Linked DNA regions of Mus musculus: all the other regions are linked to region 2. A link is a contact called in public HiChIP or PLAC-seq and Micro-C data. All regions are on one chromosome and are shown on one strand. Each heading gives the region's core, a stretch centred on a gene start, on an enhancer-like site or on the middle of the called end of the contact. The rest is flanking DNA. Distances are from core to core; before and after follow the strand shown.

Region 1 (2,700 bases), core at 90-2,589, 310 kb before region 2:
AGACAACAGTAAAACCTTATGCCCCAAGCCAGTATGCCTCAACAACAACTGCTTAATATATGTTATACAAATACCGAGCTCAGAGAGCATATTTTAATATTTTAGACTATAAAAGCAAACACTATTGCCTAGATTAGGTCATCTGAACACGAATAGCAATTTTGGTTTTTAATCCTCTCAACATTGTAAGGTGAGAACGGGAGGATATAGAAGATGGGAGACATCTCCCCGAAGTCCAGCCTGCCAAAGTCCCCAAATGTCACACTCCACGGAGAAATGTCCTTTAAAACACGGCCAGTAATTAACAAATACCAGTTTACACCAAATCATTAAGAATTCACAGCCAGCATACACAAAGGGAACGCCAAGGCTAAATCAAATGGCTTCAAAGACGATTCCTGATCATTTTACCTTTTTTCCTTCTGGATGGGCACCCGTGACCAAAGACTTGGCTACTAGTTCAGCTACTCTCACATTCTTTATAATGTGAAAATCTCTAGCGTTTCATGACAGCACAACTATCGGGGCCAGAGAAAACCAAAAGCAACAGGGACCCTCTCCCCTTAGCCACTACTGGGGGGAGAGGGAGGGGGAGGGGGAGTAGATGGGGGGGGGGGCTCTGATCCCTAGAGATTCACTGCAGTGTTAAATCCGTGGGATTTCAGGAACAAACCTACCGATTCCAAAAAACAGGTTAAGCATCTCGTCCACCATGAACTAGTTCTGCGCCCCTGCACCACCTCCTTTGTCTCAACTGTCCCTGAAAACTCGCATTCCAGTGCCCTCCAGTAAACAAGCTAACTAAATGAAAAAGAGGAGGACGTTCTAAGTCTCGCTCTCTTTTAGTTTTAGGGTGAAATGCAGCAGGGTTTCTGGAGCCTCTTTCCTCAGCGGGGAGCAGGCCAGGCTCCACAGCGCGAGGACCTCGAGCCCCCTGGGCCGGCGGCCGAACGGCGCGCAGACCCCCGGCCACGCCGCCCCCGCGACCCCCGCCCGGCTTCGGGCTTCGGCTCCGGCCTCACCTCCGTGGATGGGCAGCGGTGCCAGCACCTGGCCGCGGACCTCGGCCTTGGGTGAGTCGAGCCCGTAGCGCCCGCGGTCGATGCGGAACGTGAGCGGGGTGCCGCGGCCGGGCTCCTGCACCGTCACGTTGATGAGCGCCGTGTAGTACTCCTGGCTCGCGTTGTCCGCTCGCGTCGGCCACAGGCTGCAAGTCAGCAGGGCCAGCGCCGCGAGCCGGGCCGGGCCCGCTCGCGCCGCGCCGCTCATGGTCCCTCCGGCCGCCGCCGCCGCCGCCGCTCGCGGACCGGGCTCCGGGGCCGGTGCTGAGAGGCGGGGCGGGCGCGGCCCGGGCTGCGGCGGGAGCGCGCGCGCGCCTCGAAACGAGCCGGGCACGAGCACGGCCCTCCTCGGCGCCGCGGCTCCGCCGTTCGCCGCCCTCACGTCCGCGGCCCGCGCGCGAGTGCGCGCCCGTGGATCTCTCAGGGGAAGGACGGCGCGTCAGGCCGTGTGCTGTCAGGGCACCTGGAATGCCCAGGGACTAGGCCTGCGGACAGGGCCCCTGAGAGGACTCGGAGTGGTGGGAAGGAGTGGTCCCCACTGCTCGGGGAGGGTCAGCAACGCCGCCTCAGGCGCGTGCCCGCCGCCGCCCCATTCCCTCCAGCAGAGCGGCAACGCGCAAGCCCGATGCGCAAACCCGTCCGCTGCGCGTGCGCAATAGGCGCTGCCTGCTCCCGCCCTCCCGCACGAGGGCCAGGGGCGGTCCAGTCACCTGCTTGCTGGCACTGGGTTCAGTGAACTGCCCCGGGCTTCATACCCCGCTATGACCTGGATCTGTGAAGCTTTCCAAGAACCTATAGAGATGTTGGAGATACCACTAAAAGAAACTAAGCTAATCGTTAAGGTTTTAAATTAAATGTCTGTGAGAGCTAACATTTCCACTGGGTTGGTTGCATGCTGTACAATAATTGACATCAGTCGGGAGAGTGCCTTTGCGTTTGGGGCCCAGTAGACTTGGACCCAATAAGGCATCTGAGTGGTTAGCAAGGTCTGTTAGAGACGGATGTTAACTTCATCAGGTTGGTATGGTCCTCTTCCCCCACTCCCCCCTCCCCGCCCCCAGAATACCCAGAGCCACAGGCCTTCACTTCCTTTTTGTAAAATGGCATAGTACCACGGCATTTAACAAGGACTCTGCTCTGTTTCTTCAGTAATTGGGCCTCTCCTCACTGGGTGAAATGGACCCCAGTACCTATTCTCAGGATGAGACCCCGGAGGTGCCTGCCAAAGAGTCACAGGCTATGTTTGGAGCCTGCATCAGACTATCTCTAATATGAATCTCCTTTCCCCTCCCATTTGTTGGTCTAATCTTCCCTTTGCTAAAAATGTGTATGGTATTAGCAAGGGTTTTTAGTGTGTGGGGTGCTGATGCCCCTGACGAGAAGTGATAGAAGTCCACACACACCTGATACAAAACCAGGGTAGAGGAAGGAGTAAACAACGAAAATAATTTTATGGTTGGGGTCACTACAACATAAAGAACTGTATTAAAGGGTCACAGCATTAGGAAGGTTGAGAACTACTGGTGTAACAGTATATGGGAAATGAGAATGTAGTGTTTAGGGTACTTGGGTGTGGGGGGCTTCCTGGAGGATGTGGGCTGAAGTCTGAATAGAGCCCTCAGATGCCTGTCAGTGAGCT
Region 2 (2,700 bases), core at 75-2,574:
GTTCCCAGGGCACAGCACTGGAAAGGGAACAGGCCAGCAGGATGTCTACACCCCTGGCCCCTCCGCCTAGTTGTACCCTTTGTGTGAAATAGGCACTGAACAGCCTGAGTAGGTCAGGGCTTAAGAGTATCTTCAGGTAGCTCGTCTGCGCCTGTCATTTCCTCGTGTATGATGGGTGTCTCCATTGCCTTAACTTTTCCAGCGTCTCATGGCACTAGAAGCTTAGACTGACACTGCTATCCTGGCAAATAGCAGGCAATGATGATCTCAAGGCAATGCTGGGGCCAGGCAAACACAAACTGCCTTGAACAGAACATCTGGTTCTTGGAAAGGCTTTTGTCCCTCGCTGCTTTGCTCGCCTAGTTCTCTTCTGCCTTAGGCAACAGCCATGCAAGTCCCACATCCTGGAACGAAAGATGGGCTTCCTTGAGAGGCATTTTTTTTTTTCTTGTTAGTTCCTGGAAGCCATTTCACGCTCAGTTCTGGGCTGATCTGCCACGGAGGTCGGGGTAGCTATTTTCCTTCACACAATTCCTGTCAGTCTATATCGCCAGTGTATTTGAAGCCTGTTGGGCGTTACTCTTGCCCGTACACCATGACGCTGACTCGACAAGGTGGAGCTTGATTAATCCCTGTGTCCTGAATACCAGCCAAGTACTTTTTCCTGATGTAAGTATCATTAATCAGCCCATTCCTTTTCCGGTTTACCTGAAACCACATGTCCTGAGTAGACTATGTTAGCCCTCGAATGCAGCTATAGTTCGTTACTTAAATTAGGACCCCATAATTTAAAAAACAAACAAACCCTGCCTATTAATTATTTTTTTCCTGCATAGTTAGGGCAGGAACAATTAGTTGACTATTGAAGAGTGTAAGTTTTCTTTCTCGGAAGATCAAGACACTGGATAGGGTTAAACGTCTGAGAATTTAATCTGTGCTCCCAAGTGATTGACAGGCCAAGGAAAAAGCAAAATGAATCAAGAGGAGGAAAAAAAAATCAAGGGTAAAGTGGAGATAAAAGTGGACGAGAAAGAAAAAGAGCAACTAAACCGCGGAGAAACAGCTTTAGGAGAGGAGGAGACAGAAGGCGCGGAGAAGGAAAGGCGCAGAGAGAGCGGGAAGAGAGGCTGGGAGGGCGGGCAGGAGCGCGCCGGGCCGGCTCACTGCTCCGAGACCGGGGGGAACGCGGACGGGGCTAAAGCGTCGGGCTGCCAAGAGTCCACCCCCGCACGACGCGGGATAGTCGCGCCCAGCAGCGTCAGCCAATGAGAAGCCGGGATGTTGGAGAGGCGGCGGTGAGCGGGGCGTTCGCTGGCTGGGGTGGGAGGGGGACGGCGGCCGCCGCCATGATGCTTGTTTGCTTTCAATGAAAACGAGGGGGGCGCGGAAGAGGAGGCGTCGGCGTCGGTGGCGGCGGCGTCGACGGCGCGGAGGCGAAGGCGGCGGCCGGCGCGGCGAGGAGGGCGAGGCCGGGGTCCGAGAGGGCGGCAGAGCGTAGCGGCGGCTCGTGGGGTCCGGGGCGGCCGAGGCGGGCGGCTGAGGAGCGGCGGCCGAGGAGGGGGAACAAAGAGCGGCGGCGGAGGCGCTGCAGCAGCGGGCGGGACTGGTATGGTGGTTCCACAGGGCAGACCCCGCTGCACTCATCGGGAGGAGGCGGCGGCAGCGGCGGAGGAAGGCGGCGCAGCTCGAGAGGTGAGCGCGACGGGCCCGAGCGACGTCCCGCCGAGGCTCTGCTGCCTGCGCTCCCCCATCCCCCCCCAGGGGTCGCGCCCCGGCGGGGACCCCGAGCGCGCACTCGCGCACAACTTAGGAGTTCTCGGAGTGACGTCTGTCCGTCCCCCTCCTTCACACACAGCGATCGCCATCCCGTCGGTCCCCTGGCCGCGCCCCCCGCGCGGAGTCCCGGGGCTCGGCCTGGGTTGGGGGTGGGGGGTGGGAGTGTTGATTGACGGCAGTGCGGTGGCGTACAGAGGGCGGTGGCGTGAACCCTGGCTTCTCGGACCCCCGCCTCCGGCCGGTCACGCACCTCAAGAGAGGAGCTGGGGTGCCGGGACTAGGGACAAACCGGTGGCAACTTTGGAGAAGTGGCTGTGCTGGGGGGGGGGGGGTGTGCACTGTGCGGCGTGGAACTTGGCACTCCGTGGATTGACTTAATGCTCACCCTTTTTCTCCTAAAGTATTTTAAAGTCCGTTTAACGCAGATATTGGTAGGGGCGGGGCGGATTACGTGGCCAAAGAAGTGATTATCAGCTGAAGAGATTATTGGACTCAGGACTCAAGTACTAATTTCTGGAAGAAAATTTCCCTAGTTTAACCTAGTTTCAAAGACAGTGGTTATTTACTTTGGTGACCCCCCCTTCCCCCCCCCCCCCCCCCCCGCCTTGACTCTTTCTACCCTGACAACGGTCTTCAGAGACTGCTCATAAGCAACTGTAATTCTTTACTTTTAACTGTTTCTGCAAGTGACAACATTGTGCACAGGCCATCTTGTTACTGTGTTTAAATAATCTGCTAGAATTTGAGTACAGGTAAACCTGTTTTACAGGTAGATTGCCTGATTGACTACTAGGTCTAAATTCTTCTCTGCCTCTGCTTGGAATTTTAACTTTGGAGAATAAATGAAAAAACAATTCGGTGTGTAATAGCACTGTCTTTCCCACACTAGAAATTTTCACCATCCCGCAACCGTTCTGTAGGCTG
Region 3 (2,700 bases), core at 199-2,698, 510 kb after region 2:
GAAACAACTCAAAGATTATCAACTGCAGTCTAGAGATTTATCTAAAGCATCCTTTAAAATGGCCAATCTGCTACATGTTTGTAAAACAAACAACCCACCCGTTTCCGTATGAGTTCTGTAAAACAGATTCAGTAAAAGAAACAGAGAAGCAGGACTTATTATGCTACCACCTGTCTGAATAAAAGAGGAACGACTTATATATTTGCTAGTATTTAAATGAAGAAGTCCTTAAAGTCTACTCAACATCTTAACAAAAGTGTTTACCTTTTAAGGTAGGGCCCAGAACAACCTTTGAGAACAGTAAAAGAAAATCTTGTTTTCATATTTTGCATTAAATTTTTGTTTTTTAAAAATCTTTGTATTTTAATGCCTTGGACACGTGAGCATTACGTATTCAAACACACACACACACACACACACACACACACACCCCAGACAAAAGCGCACACACACACACACACACACACACACACCCCAGACAGACAAAAGCTTCAGGCGTACACAAACGGTCTTGGCCATCTAGACTAACCATCTTAAGATAACACACTAGCCGCGGCTCTCTCCACCTGACCTTTCTTTCTTTCACACCGCTGCCCCAGGACTTCCCCAAGCGATCACTTGGGTTCAAGTGCCTTCGCTGGCTTTTCCCTAGGCCAACACTTTCTCAGTTTGCGGTGGGGTGGGGGTGGGGTAGGGCAGATGGCGGCCTCCGGTTGCACCCACTGCTCTACAGATGAGTTTCTCCTAGGAGAGGGCCAGGAAGTGGAGAACGGTCTGCTTCCAGAGCCGCAAGTGTCTCTCAACACCTCTCCCCCACCAAAATGACGGGAAGAGGTGACCGAATCAGGTCATCTCCAAGTCTCAGAAACAAACTTAACCGCAATCAGGGCAAATTTTTAGGCGCTAATAATCGGGATTCTCCTCTTTCTAAGCCCGAAACGGCCATGACAGTCAAGGAACACCGGGGCGGACTCTGGCCCTTCCTCGGCCCAGGGCCTGCTCCGATGGCAGCCTGCCCGCGCGCCGGGCCCGAACCAGGGCTCTTCCTTCCCCTTCACTCCTAGAGGACGCTCCCCAGGGCGTGTGGAAAGTCACGCTCTCCCTCCCCCACTAGGACCCGCCCGGGACCGGAGGGCAGAGAAGGGAAGGGCGTGGCGGGCCGGGGAGAGGCGGGAGCGTCGGCAGCCCGGGACTCACGTACTGGCTGTGGCGGCACCGCGGGAGCCCGGCCGCCGGCGGGACAAAAGCGCGGACTGCCTGGCCGGAAAGACCCGAGCCGCAGGGGCACTTCCGAGGCCGCTCTGGGAAGCTGGAGGACTGACTCGATGGTCGGGCTCTGATCGCGCACGTGACCCGCAGTTTGTGGGTGCTCTGCTGGCCTCCTAATCCCGGCTGGTCTGCCCGGAGAGGAAGGGGGTTCTAGTTGTCTTGGACTTTTATTGCAATTCCGGGGTGCATTGGGGGCGGGTATAATCAAGTGGTGTGGTAAAATAGATACTTCACTTCCTGCTTGTGAAGCTGAGCTCATAGTTAACAAGCGAGGCTGGGGAGAGTCTTAGGAGGGAGGGCTGGGCTCCTGGGAGAAAGCGGAATATGGGGGTCCCATACCCCTTATTTCTAAAAGACCCTCCTCTCCCAAAGCCAAGACCCTCAACAAAGCTCAAATTTCCAGGAAGCCTGCTATTCGGAGACTGCAGAAGAAAAGTAACTGTCTCTCTCCCGGATACCAGCAGCTTCGTGTTTGTTTTCCAATGAGGACAAGCGACAGAGGTGAATATTTACTTACCAAAGCAGACCTGGCTCCATGTTGGGAACAGCATCTGTCCCAACCAGGCATACCCTGATCTCAACTTCCCAGCCCAGGGGCTGAGCTGCCCTTTCCCCCAGAGGTTCCTCCCTATATAATCTAGAAGTTTTGGTCACTCTTGCTTGCTCTTTTTCTCTTCCTTTATCTGAGTGCACCCCCCCCCCCCCCATGGGGACTTTCCTGGCCTCAGTCCTCGGAGCTAGTGAACTCGCCCACAGGAGAGCAGCTTCTCCGTAAACCTGCCTTTAATCTAATCTAACTTGAATTGGCTCCTTTCCGTGGTGGCAGAGAAATAACCTATCACAGCTACCTTCCCCGTTCTGCCTCTAACAAAATCCCCCTCACCCTCCCCCACCCGTAACTACAAAACTCCAGTTTAAAGCCTGTAATCTGCACCAGTCTACTCCTGTTTTTTATATCTTTGTAGGCAAGCCCTAACTCACCTTAATGACTTGGAAATGTAGAAGGAATGGCAATTTGAGTGTAGTAGTATCTCGACTGCATTTGGGCACTAAGGTCTATGCATCTCTAAGGTGGTCAGGGCAAGTGGAAAGTCTGCGGTAATGTCCAGCAGAGTAGGAAAACAGTGAAGCCCAAGATGGAGCAGGGTCCTAGGTCCTTGTCAGGCCAGCAAGCAGCAAGTTATGGAGAAGAACATGGACAAGTTAGGGGTTGTTGGGGGATTCTTCTACAACCCAAACAGTAGCTGAGACACAGCTACAAGTGCTTCAAATGTGACCAGTGCCACTGAAGACCAAGTGTCTAATTACATTTCATTGAAATAGCCACATGAGTGCTAGGATCCCACTTACTGGATAGCACAACTCTGGGAAGAGCTTTGGGCACTTCTTTGAGGCCTCTAGAAGAGTCCATAGTCTAAATTAAAGGCTATC

The links. A called contact is a pair of places that touch in the nucleus more often than the background predicts. HiChIP or PLAC-seq counts read pairs in DNA pulled down with a chosen protein or histone mark.
Region 1: a contact with region 2 is called in a Micro-C map of embryonic stem cells, with 4 times the contacts expected there. The contact joins the promoter of Rnf130 here to the promoter of Cnot6 in region 2. A contact is called at or near these places in 3 of 39 promoter capture datasets (cranial neural crest, maxillary cranial neural crest and pre-B cells), 4 of 484 Hi-C or Micro-C datasets (CD4 T cells, CD8 T cells and embryonic stem cells) and 1 of 115 datasets of contacts at active chromatin or transcription factors (embryonic stem cells).
Region 3: a contact with region 2 is called in an H3K27ac HiChIP or PLAC-seq map of acute myeloid leukemia, with 2.8 times the contacts expected there. The contact joins the promoter of Zfp62 here to the promoter of Cnot6 in region 2. A contact is called at or near these places in 3 of 39 promoter capture datasets (the 3T3-L1 cell line, cranial neural crest and second pharyngeal arch cranial neural crest), 3 of 484 Hi-C or Micro-C datasets (the N1E-115 cell line, embryonic stem cells and uterus) and 2 of 115 datasets of contacts at active chromatin or transcription factors (acute myeloid leukemia and memory CD8 T cells).

The regions. Positions count from the first base shown.
Region 1 is chr11:50,023,970-50,026,669 of GRCm38.p6, reverse strand. It overlaps Rnf130 (ring finger protein 130), which reads right to left and starts at 1,339. Exons shown (of 9, transcript NM_021540.4): 1 at 1,023-1,339. The coding sequence starts at 1,269.
Region 2 is chr11:49,711,346-49,714,045 of GRCm38.p6, reverse strand. It overlaps Cnot6 (CCR4-NOT transcription complex, subunit 6), which reads left to right and starts at 1,324. Exons shown (of 12, transcript NM_212484.2): 1 at 1,324-1,692. Gm36411 (a long non-coding RNA gene) reads right to left here and starts at 574. Exons shown (of 4, transcript XR_879826.3): 1 at 1-574.
Region 3 is chr11:49,202,040-49,204,739 of GRCm38.p6, reverse strand. It overlaps Zfp62 (zinc finger protein 62), which reads right to left and starts at 1,448. Exons shown (of 4, transcript NM_009562.3): 1 at 1,202-1,448.